Linked DNA regions of Mus musculus: region 1 is linked to region 2. A link is a contact called in public promoter capture Hi-C data. All regions are on one chromosome and are shown on one strand. Each heading gives the region's core, a stretch centred on a gene start, on an enhancer-like site or on the middle of the called end of the contact. The rest is flanking DNA. Distances are from core to core; before and after follow the strand shown. Region 1 holds the start of Slc41a2 (solute carrier family 41, member 2). Region 2 overlaps Slc41a2 (solute carrier family 41, member 2).

Region 1 (6,860 bases), core at 3,159-5,658, 36 kb before region 2:
TCATTATCCAAATGCATAACCAACATTTTGACTTGAGTGACATCAAACTCAGCATATCCAAAGCAGCTCAAATTGTCCCCTTCTGGCTTCCCAGTGAACAAAAGCTATCTGAAGAAGCTGTTCCTGAGAGACCTTGGCCCTGGCTGGCTGGGACCTTGTGATTCTGAAGAGAAGCAACATTGTAAGTCAAAGTCAGACTAATCTTGAGAGTTCTTAGTCCTTCCAAGATGCCAAGCATCTTCCTCTTTCTCTCACCCCACACTCTCCTCCTGTTTACTGAACTCTTCAGAAGCCAGAGATGGTGGTACTCATCCAGGATCCCAGTATTTGGGAGGCTGAGGCAGGAAGGCGTATTGCCACAAGTTTAAGGCCAGCCTAGTATATTGATACATACAGAGACCCTATCTCAAACAGACAAAACAAGGGGTTTAGGAGATGGCTCACTTAGTAAATGTGTTGCTGTGAAAGCAAAAGGACCCATGTTCAAATCCTCTGCACCCACACAAAATCCATTCAGACATACCTGCCATGGCCCAACCCTTGGATAACAGGGAGGGCAGATGTCTCTCTAGATCCCCCTGATTAGCTAGACATTCTAGTTTACTTTTGATTGCTGTGGAAGAAGTGGACAGACAGTAGCTTGGGGAGGGAGGTTTGTTAGGCTAACACATCCTAGGGCAGGCACTCAAGCAGGGCTGGGACCTAGATGCTGGAACCAAAGCAGAGGCCATGGAAGAAGCATGCTAACTCACTTCCTCCCTTGGCTTGCTCAGCCTGCTTTCTTATACAACCCAGGACCACCTGCTTAGGGGAGGCCCCGCCCACAGTGGGCGGAACCCTCTAAACATTAACCACCAAACAAGAAAATCCACCACAGGTTTGCCTCCAGGTAAATCTGATGGAGACATTTCTCAAGTGAAGTTCCTTATTCTCAGATGACCCTAGCTTATGTTAAGCTGACAAAGGCAAAGCAAAAACAAAACAAAACAAAAAAAGTGTACCAGAGACTGACACACACACACTACATAATTATGAAGACATAAATCATGACATTTGTAGGGAGATGAATATAACTGGAAAACATCATGTTAACAATAAAACACAATAGGGTTAAACTTTGCATGCTCCATCTCAAATGAGAGATCTATTTATGTCACTATGTATGTGTGCCTAGGTGTGCCTGTGTGTGTACACACATTTCTCAGAATCTACCACTAAACACAGCCGACCTCAGACCCCTGGACAGCACTGTAGCTGAGCATGCTTTGAGGTAGCATCTGAAGGAGACTGCCTGTGGTGCTGTGCTGGAATTTAGCGTTAGTCTCTCTGATGGCTCTTCATTCATTGGTAAATGTATTGTTTTGTGAATTTCTGTGAATTTTGTTCCTTGGTGACTACAGAAATTTATGTAACCTCTTTCAGGCTGAAGTGTGTCATTTAAGGTAATGGATCTGCATTCCCTAGGCCACAGTAACTCATACTTGCCTCTTTGTTGTCTGTCCAACTTTTCGTTCATCAGGCTCAGATCAAATGTCATTTCTTCAAGGAAAGCTCTTTTACCCCACAGAAGACATGCCCTTTTGTCCAGTGTCTATCACCCCCAGCCATCATTCCCAGCAATGCTAACTGCCTGCCTCGCTCCAGCTCCGAGCCACTGGCTTCACATTGCCAGCATTTAGGCAACAGATGAAGTGGGACCATGATTCTGGTCGCCTGTGGAGCCCAGGACCTGTTCAGAAGGGGCCACCTCTACACCCAGACTCAGTGAATTATTTGCAGGATGAAAACTTGATTTCCATTCAAGTTCCTAGTTGAAGCGCAACACACTTTAAAAATCCACATCACATCATTGAATGCTGAAGGAAGAGTATATATAAGCAGAAACGTAGCTTCAGTCAACTGAATGGAGGGTACTTGAAACCTCCAGCTTTCTCAGGAAAAATGGCAGGGGCTGGCTTCTGATGGGTGTTTTGTTGTTGTTTGAGACAAGGTTTCTGTCTTGGAACTTATTCAGTAAACCAGGTTGGTCTCAACCTCAGAGATCCATTGCCTCTGCTCCTTAAGAGCTGGGATTAAAGGCATGCCCCAGTCACACCCAGTTCTGGATGGGTGTTTTTGAGTGGGAAGTTGAAGAGACTCCCAGAGCCAGGGAACCAGGAAGACACACTTACCTGTTAAACTTTCTGACACTTTTTGGAGCAGCTAATCACCTTCTATTAAGATGCAGTTCTTTAAGATGGAGTGGCACTATTAGGAGGTGTGGCCTTGTTGGAACAGGTGAGTTACTGTGGGTGGGCTTTGAGGTCTCAGATGTTCAAGCCACACCAGTGCCATCCGGATGTAGAATTCCCAGCTCCTTGTCCAGCACCGAGTCTGCCTGCATGCCACCATGCTTTCCACTGTGGTGATAATGGACTGAACCTCTGAAACAGTCCCAGTTAAATGTTGTCATCGATAAGAGTTGCTGTGGTCATGGTGTCTTTTCACAGCAAGAATACCCTGACTATGATAGTAGTTAAACCAAAAGGAAGACAATCTGGAAATGAATGTAATCGAGGCTTTCCTATGTCAACAGACAAAATTACAACCATTTAGTTTAAGGGTTTTAATTGGCTTTATCTTCTGATTGTAAAACTGGGCCATAGTTCATTTCACAAAACAGAGTGAGCATTCCAATGAGGTCGGTATTGGTTTCTTTCACAGACTCAAAGGGGCCGAAGAAAGTAGAAACAAGAAACCCAGGAGCAGACTGGGAGGCTGAAAGTTCCTTCTCTTTTAAGATAGAGACAGGAGGGGTGGGGTGGGAGCAACAGAGGACTCAGCATCAGGTTTGCCTGTGTAAAAATTAAGGCAGAGGCTGCTTCAACATCATGCAATTCATACAGGTTTCTGGGAAAGTGGGGCAGTTGGTTAATGGTAAGTGACTCCATTTTGGGGGTTTAGCACAGAACCCTAAACCAAAATAACGACTCCCTGTAACTTTAAATTCAACACCCATGTTCTTCATAGAAATGTTTTCATTCCTAAAGGAATTTTAAAATCCTTTAAAGATTTTAAATTACTGTATATCTGTGTGCACGGATTGGGTATGTGCTCATGAATGCTAATTAATGCCCGTGGAAGGCAAAAGAAGGCACTTCGTCCAGCTAAGCTGGTGTTTCCAGGTGTGTGTGTGTGTGTGTGTGTGTGTGTGTGTGTGTAGGTAGGTGCTGGAAACTAAATTTGTGTCCTGTGCAAGAGCAGTACCTGTTTGTAACTGCTAAGCATATCTCCTGTCTTTAACTCCCTCCCACCCCCGCACCCAGCCCACACACACAAAATTTGATCTAGGGCTGGGCACAATAGTACATACCTGTAATTCCAGAACAGGAAGGGTAAGAGTTTGAGAGAAGGTTGGAAAATGATGGTGTGCGCCTTCAATCCCAGCATTGAGAGGCTGAGGCAGACAGCTCTCTGTGAGTTCAAAGGCAGCTTGGGCTACATAACAGGTGTCAGGCCAGTCAGAGCTGCACAGAGAGACTTTGTCCTCTAGGGTTTAAAAAAAAAAAAAAAAAAAAAAAAACAAAAAAAAACAAAAAAACAAACAAACAAACAAACAAAAAAAACCAACCCAAGCCGGGCGTGGTGGCGCACGCCTTTAATCCTAGCACTTGGGAGGCAGAGGCAGGCGGATTTCTGAGTTCTAGGCCAGCCTGGTCTACAAAGTGAGTTCCAGGACAGCCAGACCTACACAGAGAAACCCTGTCTCGAAAAACCAAAAAAAAAAAAAAAAAAAAAAAAAAAAAAAAAAACCCACAAGAAAATGAGGGTGGTTGTTGTTTTGTTTTGTTTTGAGACAAGATCTCACAATGTAACCCTGGTTTTCCTGGAACTTGCTGAGTAGAGAACTGGTCTTGAACTCACTGAGAACTACCTGGCTCTGAGATTAAAGACAGGTGCCATCATGTCCAGTCAGATGGAAGTGTCTCTGTGTGTGTGTCCCTGTCCCCACCTGAAAAGGTGCTAAATTACCCCCATCTGAATTTGGTGAAAACTTTGGTCTAAGGTAATAGAATAATAGCCTCAGAATCAAAACGAGCAGTTTCCCCCCAAGAGTCAGTGCTCTGGGGCTCACATCTTTGCAGGGTGGGATGGTGGAGTCCCACTAGCTGAACCGCACATAGTAGGTGCTTAACAAACAGTCATGGAAGCAGCCCCCGATTTTCCTTGGCAAATTCTGGCTCAAGTCTACCTTGGCTCCCAAAACTCGAGCGTGGGCAAACTGCAAAGCTCGGCTGAGCAGCGCAGTGCACTTGGCTCTGACCCTGCCAGGCGCTCGGAGGGCGTGACGCGCTGCCCGCACGTCTCCTCCCCGTCCTTTGGCCTCCCAGAAGAGCGCAACGAACGACTCCCACGTCCTCGGCTTCATTCCGCTCAGCAAGGAACGCGAGCTGGACCCCCGACGAGGCCCGGGGCTGACGGAGCGGTGAGAGGAGGATGCGCGGGCTGGGATGCGGTTGGGAGGATGCGCAGGACAGCCTAAGCTAACCAGCCAGGAGTCGTAGCTGGCAGGAGGGCGAGCGGTCAAGTGGGCAGGCGAACAAGCCGGCGGGCGGGCGGCTGCCGGGGCGCGGCCGCGGATCCGGGTAGCCTCCGGGCGGCCACATCAGCGGCTCTCCGCGGGCCCAGCCGGCTGCGCGCGTGCGCGGGGCGGGGCGGGGTGCGCGCGAGTGGCCGCGGGCATCGGGCGACTGTCAGTGGCAGCGAGGAGGCGAGGCGGGCCCGCGGGGCTGGGCCGGGCTCACCGACTCCCAGAGCGTCGCCGCGCTCGGGCTCGGCGCAGGCTGCCGCGGCGGGAGCGGAGACAGAGGCACGGCTAGGTGTGGGAGGGCGGTGGTGCGGCCGGATGCTGGAGCCTCGCCCGGCGGGACCCGAGGCCGCCCCGTTCTGTCCAGCCCTGCCCGCCGCTGCCCGGCTCCGGTGGCCGTGACTGGGGGCGCGCGCCGAGGGATGGAGGAAGGTGAGCTCGGATGCAGATGCTGCGAGGCGGGTTGCGCTCACCCCTGGAGCCTGCTTCGGGGCTCAGCAGCGTTGCCACCCAGTTCTTGGCTTTATGGATGCACACTATACCTCAATTTTAAGAAGCCTCGGTGTCCATTTATGGCGAGAGCTGGCATGTTTGTGTGTTACCTATATATTATGTTCTTAGGTATAGTGCCCCGGTGTCATCTTTTTGTAAATGGACGCTTGATTGACCGATGAGTCATGTAGCATACGTGCTACTTATCTCTCCCAAAGGTGGCTTTACGTGTATTCATCTAGTTTTGTAACTGTCACTACTATCTCTCTCTCTCTCTCTCTATATATATATATATATATATACATATATATATATATATGTATGTATGTATGTATGTATATATATATATATATATATATATATATCTCCAAACGAAACCCTATACCTTTTAGTTGCTTGCCACCCATTCCCCCCACTGCCCCAACTAATTTTTCTGTGCCTATGCATTTGCTCTTTGGAGACACTAATGAAATCATACAGTATTTGTGGTTTCCCACCTCCTCCGTTTAAAGACAAGATTTTGACTCTTCCCTTATAGTTGAGGCTAATCAGAATTCGTGGTCCTCCTGCCTCAATTTCTCAAGTGGTGATCTCACACAGGATTGTACCACACCCAACCAACGTGTCTGTGGCTTTTTGTCTGGCTTCCTTCACGTAGCCAGACTGTTTTCAAAGCTCATTCATGGTGTAATTAGTGTGGGTCGGCTCTCTACTTTCTTGGAGCTGAATGACTGATAATGCGGTGTGTGCCCATTCACCAGTTAATGAAATGGCATTCATTGCTTTTCACCTTTTAGCCATCGGATATGATGCTGCTAGAACTTCTGTGGATGTGTGTTTTAAATGCCCCAAACCTTAGGTGTGGAATTGCTTGGTACTTAACATTTTTGAGAAACTTTCAGACTTTAATCAAAGTTGTTGCTACGTTTTATACTCCACCAGTTTATGCGGGCTGCGTTTTCCTTAAACCGCCAACGACCGACACGTTATTTTTTACTGTTTTTTTTTTAAGCTATCCTAGTGTTTTTCCTGGTTTTAATTTGCATCTCAGACAAGAGATTAAAACGCCTTTTGTATGCTTATTGGCCATATGTGTATCTGTTTTGGAGAGATTTCTGTTTAGACCCTCCACTCCTATTTTTGCTGTCATATTTGATTTTTTTGTTATTGTTGCTGAGATGTCTTATTCATTATAGGAAAAATTCTAGATTCTTGACTGCCACTGGCAAAGTAGCATAAAAATATGATTAAGAGGCATTTGACTCTTTCAGAACGCTTCACCTTTTACCTGGTCATTCCTGGGCATTTTATTGTGATTTTCTTTCTTTGGCTTTCTTGAGAAAAGCCACAGGAGGTATGGTCCTGGGTGTCCTGCTGGGACTTTAGGCTATTTTTGTATATTATATGTTTGAAAAGTTTCACTTATTAGCTACAAGTAATTTATGTTGGATGTTAAACAAATCACTCAAACAAAATCTCATGTACTTCCCAGTAAAGTAAAAAGTACTTTTCTCCTTTCGGTCTGTGTAGTTTCTATTGCAGTTATGATATTTGTGGATGCTAGACATTATATTTGCTTTTTTAGCTCTCTCTCTCTCTCTCTCTCTCTCTCTCTCTCTCTCTGTGTGTGTGTGTGTGTGTGTGTGTGTGTATGTGTTTGTAGATCAGGCTGGCCTTGAGATTGCAGCAGTCCTTCTGTCTCTGCTTCCCAAGTACTGGGCTTGCAGGTATCCACTGGCACCTCGAGTGAAAAACATTTTGCTGGAGCTGAGATTAAGAGTCATCTGGAACTGAATGGATG
Region 2 (7,087 bases), core at 3,228-5,727:
CTCCAGTTCAGCCGTGGGTAAATCTTCCTGTAAACGACAACGTCATGTGTTTCCGTGGCACTGGAGATTGAGCCAGGGCCTAGTGTGCTGTATCTCCTTTACTTGACCTTGTGAAACATTTTTTAAAAAGCCTTAAAATATGTATTGAGTGTATGTATGTATGTGGATGCGTGAGCACGCACATACCGTGTGTGGGTGTGAGGTCAGGACAGCTTGCCAGAGCTGTTCCCTTCTCCATTGTGTGACTTCCAGGAATCAAACTCAGGTTGCCAGACTTGAACAGTGAGCGCCTTCACCGCTGAGCCGTATTGCAGGCCGCAGATGTTTTTATAACAGTTGAAAATCTCCCATGAGAAGATGAAGAATAAACAAAGTCTAACTCCATGTACTAGATTTATAAATTTCATGCATGTGTGTATTGCTAGTGTTTGTCCATTGCTTTCCAAATTACGATGTTAGAAAAACTTGGCACATTTGGATGATTTTTATTTTTTAATCCAAGTTGTTGAGAAAGAAAATTATCTGTATTGCAGAGCAGAAGAGTATGTGAATCCTAATCTTATTTTGGAAAGTGTCCCTCCATTTATCAGAAAGCTGTATGTATATTTTGATAATTGGAGGTATGCAGTGGAGTCTGTGAACCTACTGAGCTCTTACTGCTAAGAGTCACACTCATGACTCAAACGTGAATGATTTGTTTATATTCTACTCTCTGGCAGTAACTCTTTGGTTATGTTAATTTTATGCCATGGAATTATGTGCCAACAGCTCACAACTCTCTTTCTTTCTTTCTTTCTTTCTTTCTTTCTTTCTTTCTTTCTTTCTTTCTTTCTTTCTTTCTTTCTCCCTCTCTCTCTCTCTCTCCCTTCCTTCCTTCCTTCCTTCCTTCCTTCCTTCCTTCCTTCCTCCCTCTCTTTCTTTCTCTCTCTCTCTCTTTCTTTCTTTCTTTCTTTCTTTCTTTCTTTCTTTCTTTCTTTCTTTCCTTCGCACATTTTTTAATTAGATATTTTCTTTATATACATTTCAAATTTCAAATGCTATCCTGAAAGTTCCCTATACCCTCCCCTGCCCTGCTCCCCTACCCACCCACTCCCACTTCTTGGCTCTGGTGTTCCCCTGTACTAGGGCATATAAAGTTTGCAATACCAAGGGGCCTCTCTTCCCAGTGATGGCCGACTAGGCCATCTTCTGCTACATATGCAGCTAGAGATATGAGCTCTGGGGGTACTGGTTAGTTCATATTGTTCCACCTATAAGGTTGCAGACCACTTCAGCTCCTTGGGTGCTTTCTCTAGCTTCTCCATTGGGGGCCCTATGTTCCATCCAATAGCTGACTGTGAGCATCTACTTCTGTATTTGCCAGGCACTGGCATAGCCTCATACGAGACAGCTAGAACAGGGTCCCTTCATCAAAATCTTGCTGGCATATGCAATAGTCTCTGGGTTTGTCTACCACTCTTTCTATTGGGCCTTAGTATAGCAAACTTGGTGTGAGGATGACAGGTGGCACTGTCCTCCAGCAGGTGGATGACTAACTTGTCACCTAAGACCCTATTTTCCCATCTTGACCAAGCCGGATGTCACGCAGCAGGCCGATGGTGAGCTGGGACTTGTTCTGAGCACAGGCTGCACACAGCAGAATTATTACGAGAGGTGTATTGTGTACTTTGGGTTCTGTTTAAATGAAGCAGACAGCAGAGCGGATCATAAAAGTATCCTCTTCGCAGGTAAATGTTGGGAAGATGGACTCACCCATTGAGAAGTGGAATCTAATCATTGGCAACTTGGCTTTAAAGCAGGTAAGTGGTGGGTGCTTAGTCACAGAGCTCGGATGTGAAGCCTACCATTCAAGACATCAGATTCTAACTCAGTAACCCCAAAAGCTAATGGAATCAATTGATTGATACCCAGGGCCTTTGAAAGTTATTTTATTTCTAGAAACTGATTATTTTCTTCCAAATGTAAAAAAAGTATACAAATACTGAAAGACATGGAAAAACCCTCTAACTGCAATAGAGCTAACCTTTGTACTGATACTTATACAACTATTTAAGACTTTGTTGTTTAATTACTTACTTTGCCTTAATTACTGTTCCGTTGCTATGAAAAGACACCATGACCAACCCTTTTAACAGAACGTGTTTAACTGGGGGCCCGCTTACAGTTTAGAGTCTGGTATGGCTGGAAGCAGACAGGCATGGTGCATGAGCAGTAGCTGAGAGCGTTATATCCTGATCAGCAGCATGCAGTGACAGACAGACATACAGACAGATAGAGAGAAAGAGAGAGAAAGAGAGAGAGAGGAGGACAGACATACACACACAAACACAGAGGTGGGGGAAGGGAGAGAGAGAAACAGACAGAGACATACAGAGAGAGACAAGAGACAGAGAGAGACAGAGACTCAGAGCCTGGGCCTGGTAAGGGCTTTTGAAACTTCAAAGTCCTCTCCCAGTGACACACACCTTCCAATAAGCCCCCTCTCCCCTTCCTAATCCTTCCCAAACAGTTCCACTCACAGGTGTCTAAGCATTCAAATACATGAGCCTGCAGTGTGTGTGTGTGTGTGTGTGTGTGTGTGTGTGGATACTCACTTAAGTCTCTGCATGTGCTATTTCTCTGCTTTCATTTACGGCTCTACTTTTCTATTATGACTGTAATGGGGAGGCCTAGACAGGATCTCATGTAGCCTTAAACTTTGTATGTAAGTGAGGGTGACCTTGAACTTCTGATCCCACTCTCCTCCTCAGTGCAAGGACCACAGATGTGCACCAGCAGTTGTGGTTTATATGGGGACTGGGATAACCCATTGCTTTGTGCATGTCAGCCGAGCACTCTTTCAGTTGACCCACATCTCTCGCCCCGTCTTTATGAGTTTTGGGGCATCCTTTTAGTGTTGCTCAGGATGGCCTTACAGTCAGACAGAATCCCCCTGCCTCAGCCTCTCAGGCACACTCACCAGGCCCTGCTCTTTGTGTTTTGTTTGTTTGTATTAGTTGTAGAAGTTTTTGCTTTTTTGAGGTGATACCTGTGTTTCCTGGTCTGATCTCAAACTCCTGTGTTCAGATGAATCTTCCTGGGTCTACAGGAGCCAATAACAAGACTACTTTAATTCTTCTAAATTAGTATTAGAAATAAGAAATTAGCATTAATTTCTCCAAGAAATTAAATTAGAAAGTCTAAGTAAGTATTAGTTGCTTAATTAAAGTGAGCTCTTTCCTGGGACTGTGCTCATTCATCTATTAATGCTGATTTTTCTACCTCACTGTTACCATTAATATTAATAAACTCACTCGAATACCAATAGCATATGTCCTAACCCAGGAATTACATATCATCCCAGGAAATATATATATATATATATGTATATATACATACATATATATACATATATATATACACACATATACATATATATATACACACACACACACACACACACACACACACACACACACACACACACACATATATTACTCTTACTAGTCTCAGGTGTCTCTTCTGCCTCTTTATCTATTCTTCCCTAACTTTTTAAGTCAGAGATTTCACCTGCCATGAGTAACTCTTTAGCTAGTTTGAGCACCAGGAATATACACTCATTTTAGTGTTAGCTCAGCTAGGCCCCAAGATTGAGAACCTGGTTGTGGGAATATAATTTGGTGCATTGCATCTCAGGGACAAAGAGTTCCTGGGAATAAAAGCTGAGCCATAACCTCAACTCTAATGTCACCCAGATGAAGAGCCTTTGTTAATTCATATAATCTTTCTGGGCTTCATTTTGTCTCTTCAGCCATAGTATTTTCTTAGAAAATTCTAAGAACATTTCAGCTGGACCTTGTAGAAATCTAAGCAGGGGTGGGAAAAACATTTAAGAACAGGGATGTACATCAGAGGGAGACTGCTTGCCTAGCGTACAAAATGTTCCCTGTAACAATAGCAAAACAAAACCAAGACCTTCTAAATATTTATAGATAAAGAGAGCACTATAACAAGTTAAAAAGTTGAGAATATATGGATTTAAGCACTGAACAGTCTTAAGCTGTGAACATGAACCTGTCCTGGGCGATCTACACAGGTCATTGCAAAAGTCCCCATGCCAGCCTCTGGCAGTCCCTCCCTTGCCACTCTTTCCTGTAACTGGGTTAGGATGGTTGCCAGAGATGGCTAGGAATTTGCTGACTCTGGTTGCCAACATGTTTGGTTTACTCCCCCATGGACACGTGATGAACAGGAAACAGCAGATGCCCTCTAGGTCAGAGCGGTTACCACTGAGAAAGGGAAGAAGAGAAAATGGGGGCTGAGGGCTGAACTAGGGGAAGTTATCTTCTCCCTGAAGCGCACCAGGGACACTTGTGAGGAGCTGGACATAGAGTACTTGAGGACAGGCTTGGAGGGGCTGGAGAGATGGCTCAGCAGGTGAGACCACTCTCTGCTCCCTATGAGTGCTGGAGTTTGGTGCTCAGCACCCACATCAGGAGGTACATCTGTGAGAGTTTGAGTTCAGCTCTGTCTACATGGTGAGTTCCAGACCATCCAGGACAACACAGAGAGACTCTGTCTCAAAAACAAAACAAAAAGAAGTGACCCCTCACTCCACACCTGTTGACACAGATCAGGGCATTTGGAGAGCCCACTGTCTTAAGTGGTAATAAAACTAAAACCCAGGAGCCCCTTCAAAGTGAAAGCAGTTCAGTAAACCATACCCAGCACCCTAATGATCTTGTATGTAATGATTAACTAATGATAGTTTAATGTTTTAAAAATTACTAATCTGGATTTCACAAAAATGTTTTTAGGTTCAGGCCACAGTGGTTGGCTTTTTAGCAGCTGTGGCAGCCATCATACTGGGCTGGATTCCAGAAGGGAAGTATTACCTCAGCCATTCCATACTTCTGTGCTCCAGCAGTGTGGCAACGGCCTTCATCGCATCTCTACTGCAGGGTAAGGGGATCTGTGAAGGTCGACTTGGCAGTTCTTGACATTTCAATAAAAGGATTGATTTCCCAGGATGGCAACTTTTAAAATATTTGTTCATAATGAAAATGGTAGCAAATTTCCACATAAACTTTAAAGAGCCTTAGTTCAAATTTATTTCTCTGTCTCATCTACCTATCTACCTATCCATCCATCCATCTATCCATCCATCCATCCATCTACTTGAGTTCTTTGTATACAGCCCTAGCTGTGCTGGACCAGGCTGGCCTCAAACTCACAGAGGTCTACCACCTTCTGCCTCCTGAGTACTGGGATTAAAGGCGTGCACCACCACCTGATTAATTTTATTTGTTTCATTATTTACAGACACAGTGGAGGACAGGCTTTTTGAGCTCGGCCCCTTGGCCATAGGTAGATGTTCTGGCTCAGTTTTCAGTAAGAATACTATACTTTAAGAGTTAAGAAATGCTTTCCTGGAAGTCACACAGGGGACTTTCTGGCTTGTCACAAGCATTCCAGGGATTCTTAGTTTCAAAAGCAATCCCTCATTTAAATTTTTGGTTGAGGGTACTTCCATGCTGCTAGAGGACCTTAGTTCAGTTCCCAGAACCTAAATGAGGCAGCTCACAATTGCCTGTGACTACAGCCCACGGTGAAGGATGGATCCAACACCATGATCGTCAGAGGGCATCTGCACTCACGTGTGTACTCGGCCACTCAGCCACACAAGTATACACATAAAAAACAAAAAATAAACTAAAAACCCAAAGTTTACATTTCTGTGGCACTATAAACATAACCTTGTACTTATGCTTAAGGTAGCATATTTTGGGTTATATATTTAAAAAACAGAACTTAAAAGAATTAACTGAGCTGGGTGGTGGTGGCACATGCCTTTGATCCTAGCGCTTGGCAGTCAGAAAGGGGTGGATCTCTGAGTTTGAGGGCAGCCTGATCTACAAATCGAGTTCCAGGACAGCCAGGGCTTCACAGAGAAACCCTGTCTCAAATACCACATCCCCCAAATAAACATTAACTGCATTAGAATTTATAGGATTATCTTCTTTGTATTTATTGATATGAGCACTATATTAGGCTCCATGTACGTTACAGAATATAATCACTGAAGCTTAGTTTTTACTACATTTTTTTGTTAGTTGTGGGTTTGTTTTGTTTTGGTTTGGTTTGGTTTGGTTTTTGAGACAGGAATCTCTCTATGTAGCCCTGGTTGTCCTGGAACTCTCTATGTAGACCAGGATGGCCTCAAACTCACAAAGATGCCCCTACCTCTGCCTCCCAGTTGTTTGTGATCAAAGGCATGACCCATGCCTGGATAGATCTTGCTGCATTAAAATAATAATAATAACAATAGTACCTCTTTCTGACTTTGTTTCATTTAGAAAGTGCTACTTAAAATTTTTCAATATATCAAGTGTGAAATATCTACAGTTTTCAAAGCTCAATTTTTTAAGTGAATTTTTATGTTCCTCACTTTATCTGGCTTTATTCACTTTATATGGCTGCTTGATATCTTAGCCATTTTAATATGTGTAAAGTGGGTACTGTAAACTTCTCTTCCTAGGTGAGGAAGCTTCACCCCCTTATCAGCAGTACAGTCAAATTACAGCTCGGTTCTCCGACTCCCAGCTGTCCACTGGGCTGTGTGTGCGGTTTCCAGGATGAACATGGTATAGCCCAGAAGCATCTGCATGTAGGGCTCTAAAGGTGCTGATCTGGAGAAAGGTTTCTGTAGGATCTTGGACGGCTATGCAAACATTTTCCTTCCCTTTTCAAATGCACTATGGAAAGAGGAGCTCTGATGATGAAAACCTCCTGGTATATAAGATGTGAGCATCAATTGGTACAAGACACAAATTCTGCTGCTTGCAGGTTTGGCTTTATGAGCTAGGGTGCTGGGTAGTGGAGCAGAATCGTAAACTGTGTGGCCTCTGGCAAGATTTTAAGCCCTATTCCCTAGACGTTGGGCTTATTACCCATAAAGCTAGCATGCCAGAATAAAATGTTTACAGCCAAGGGTACTCTGAAGGTGTGAGATGCTGTTAATCCCTTCCCACAATGCTTCTGCTTCAGACTGATATACGGTACCGTGCGAGCTACACACTTCCCATTTCTTTGTATGATGTTCTTTCCT

The links. Promoter capture Hi-C pulls out the DNA fragments that hold promoters and counts their contacts.
Region 1: a promoter capture Hi-C map of macrophages shows a contact between it and region 2, with 9 read pairs. The contact joins the promoter of Slc41a2 here to the enhancer-like site in region 2. A contact is called at or near these places in 3 of 39 promoter capture datasets (the 3T3-L1 cell line, 3T3-L1-derived adipocytes and macrophages), 14 of 484 Hi-C or Micro-C datasets (the HL-1 cell line, Sertoli cells, bone marrow-derived macrophages and 5 more), 7 of 115 datasets of contacts at active chromatin or transcription factors (bone marrow-derived dendritic cells, bone marrow-derived macrophages, embryonic fibroblasts and 2 more) and 3 of 9 other capture datasets (adipose tissue, bone marrow-derived macrophages and pancreatic islet).

The regions. Positions count from the first base shown.
Region 1 is chr10:83,335,365-83,342,224 of GRCm38.p6, reverse strand. It overlaps Slc41a2 (solute carrier family 41, member 2), which reads left to right and starts at 4,408. Exons shown (of 11, transcript NM_177388.3): 1 at 4,408-4,465. It overlaps Gm40722 (predicted gene, 40722), which reads right to left and starts at 3,536. Exons shown (of 2, transcript NR_168611.1): 1 at 3,353-3,536; 2 at 2,591-2,834.
Region 2 is chr10:83,299,016-83,306,102 of GRCm38.p6, reverse strand. Slc41a2 (solute carrier family 41, member 2) reads left to right here. Exons shown (of 11, transcript NM_177388.3): 4 at 1,728-1,799; 5 at 4,797-4,941. Among named protein-coding and RNA genes, the nearest start is that of Slc41a2, 35 kb to the left of the region's middle. Within about 2 kb of position 4,477, at least 79 of the 459 cell types and tissues checked have an H3K27ac peak or open chromatin away from gene starts, as enhancers often do. A contact at or near this core is called in the HL-1 cell line, adipose tissue, bone marrow-derived macrophages and 4 more, where this site is marked.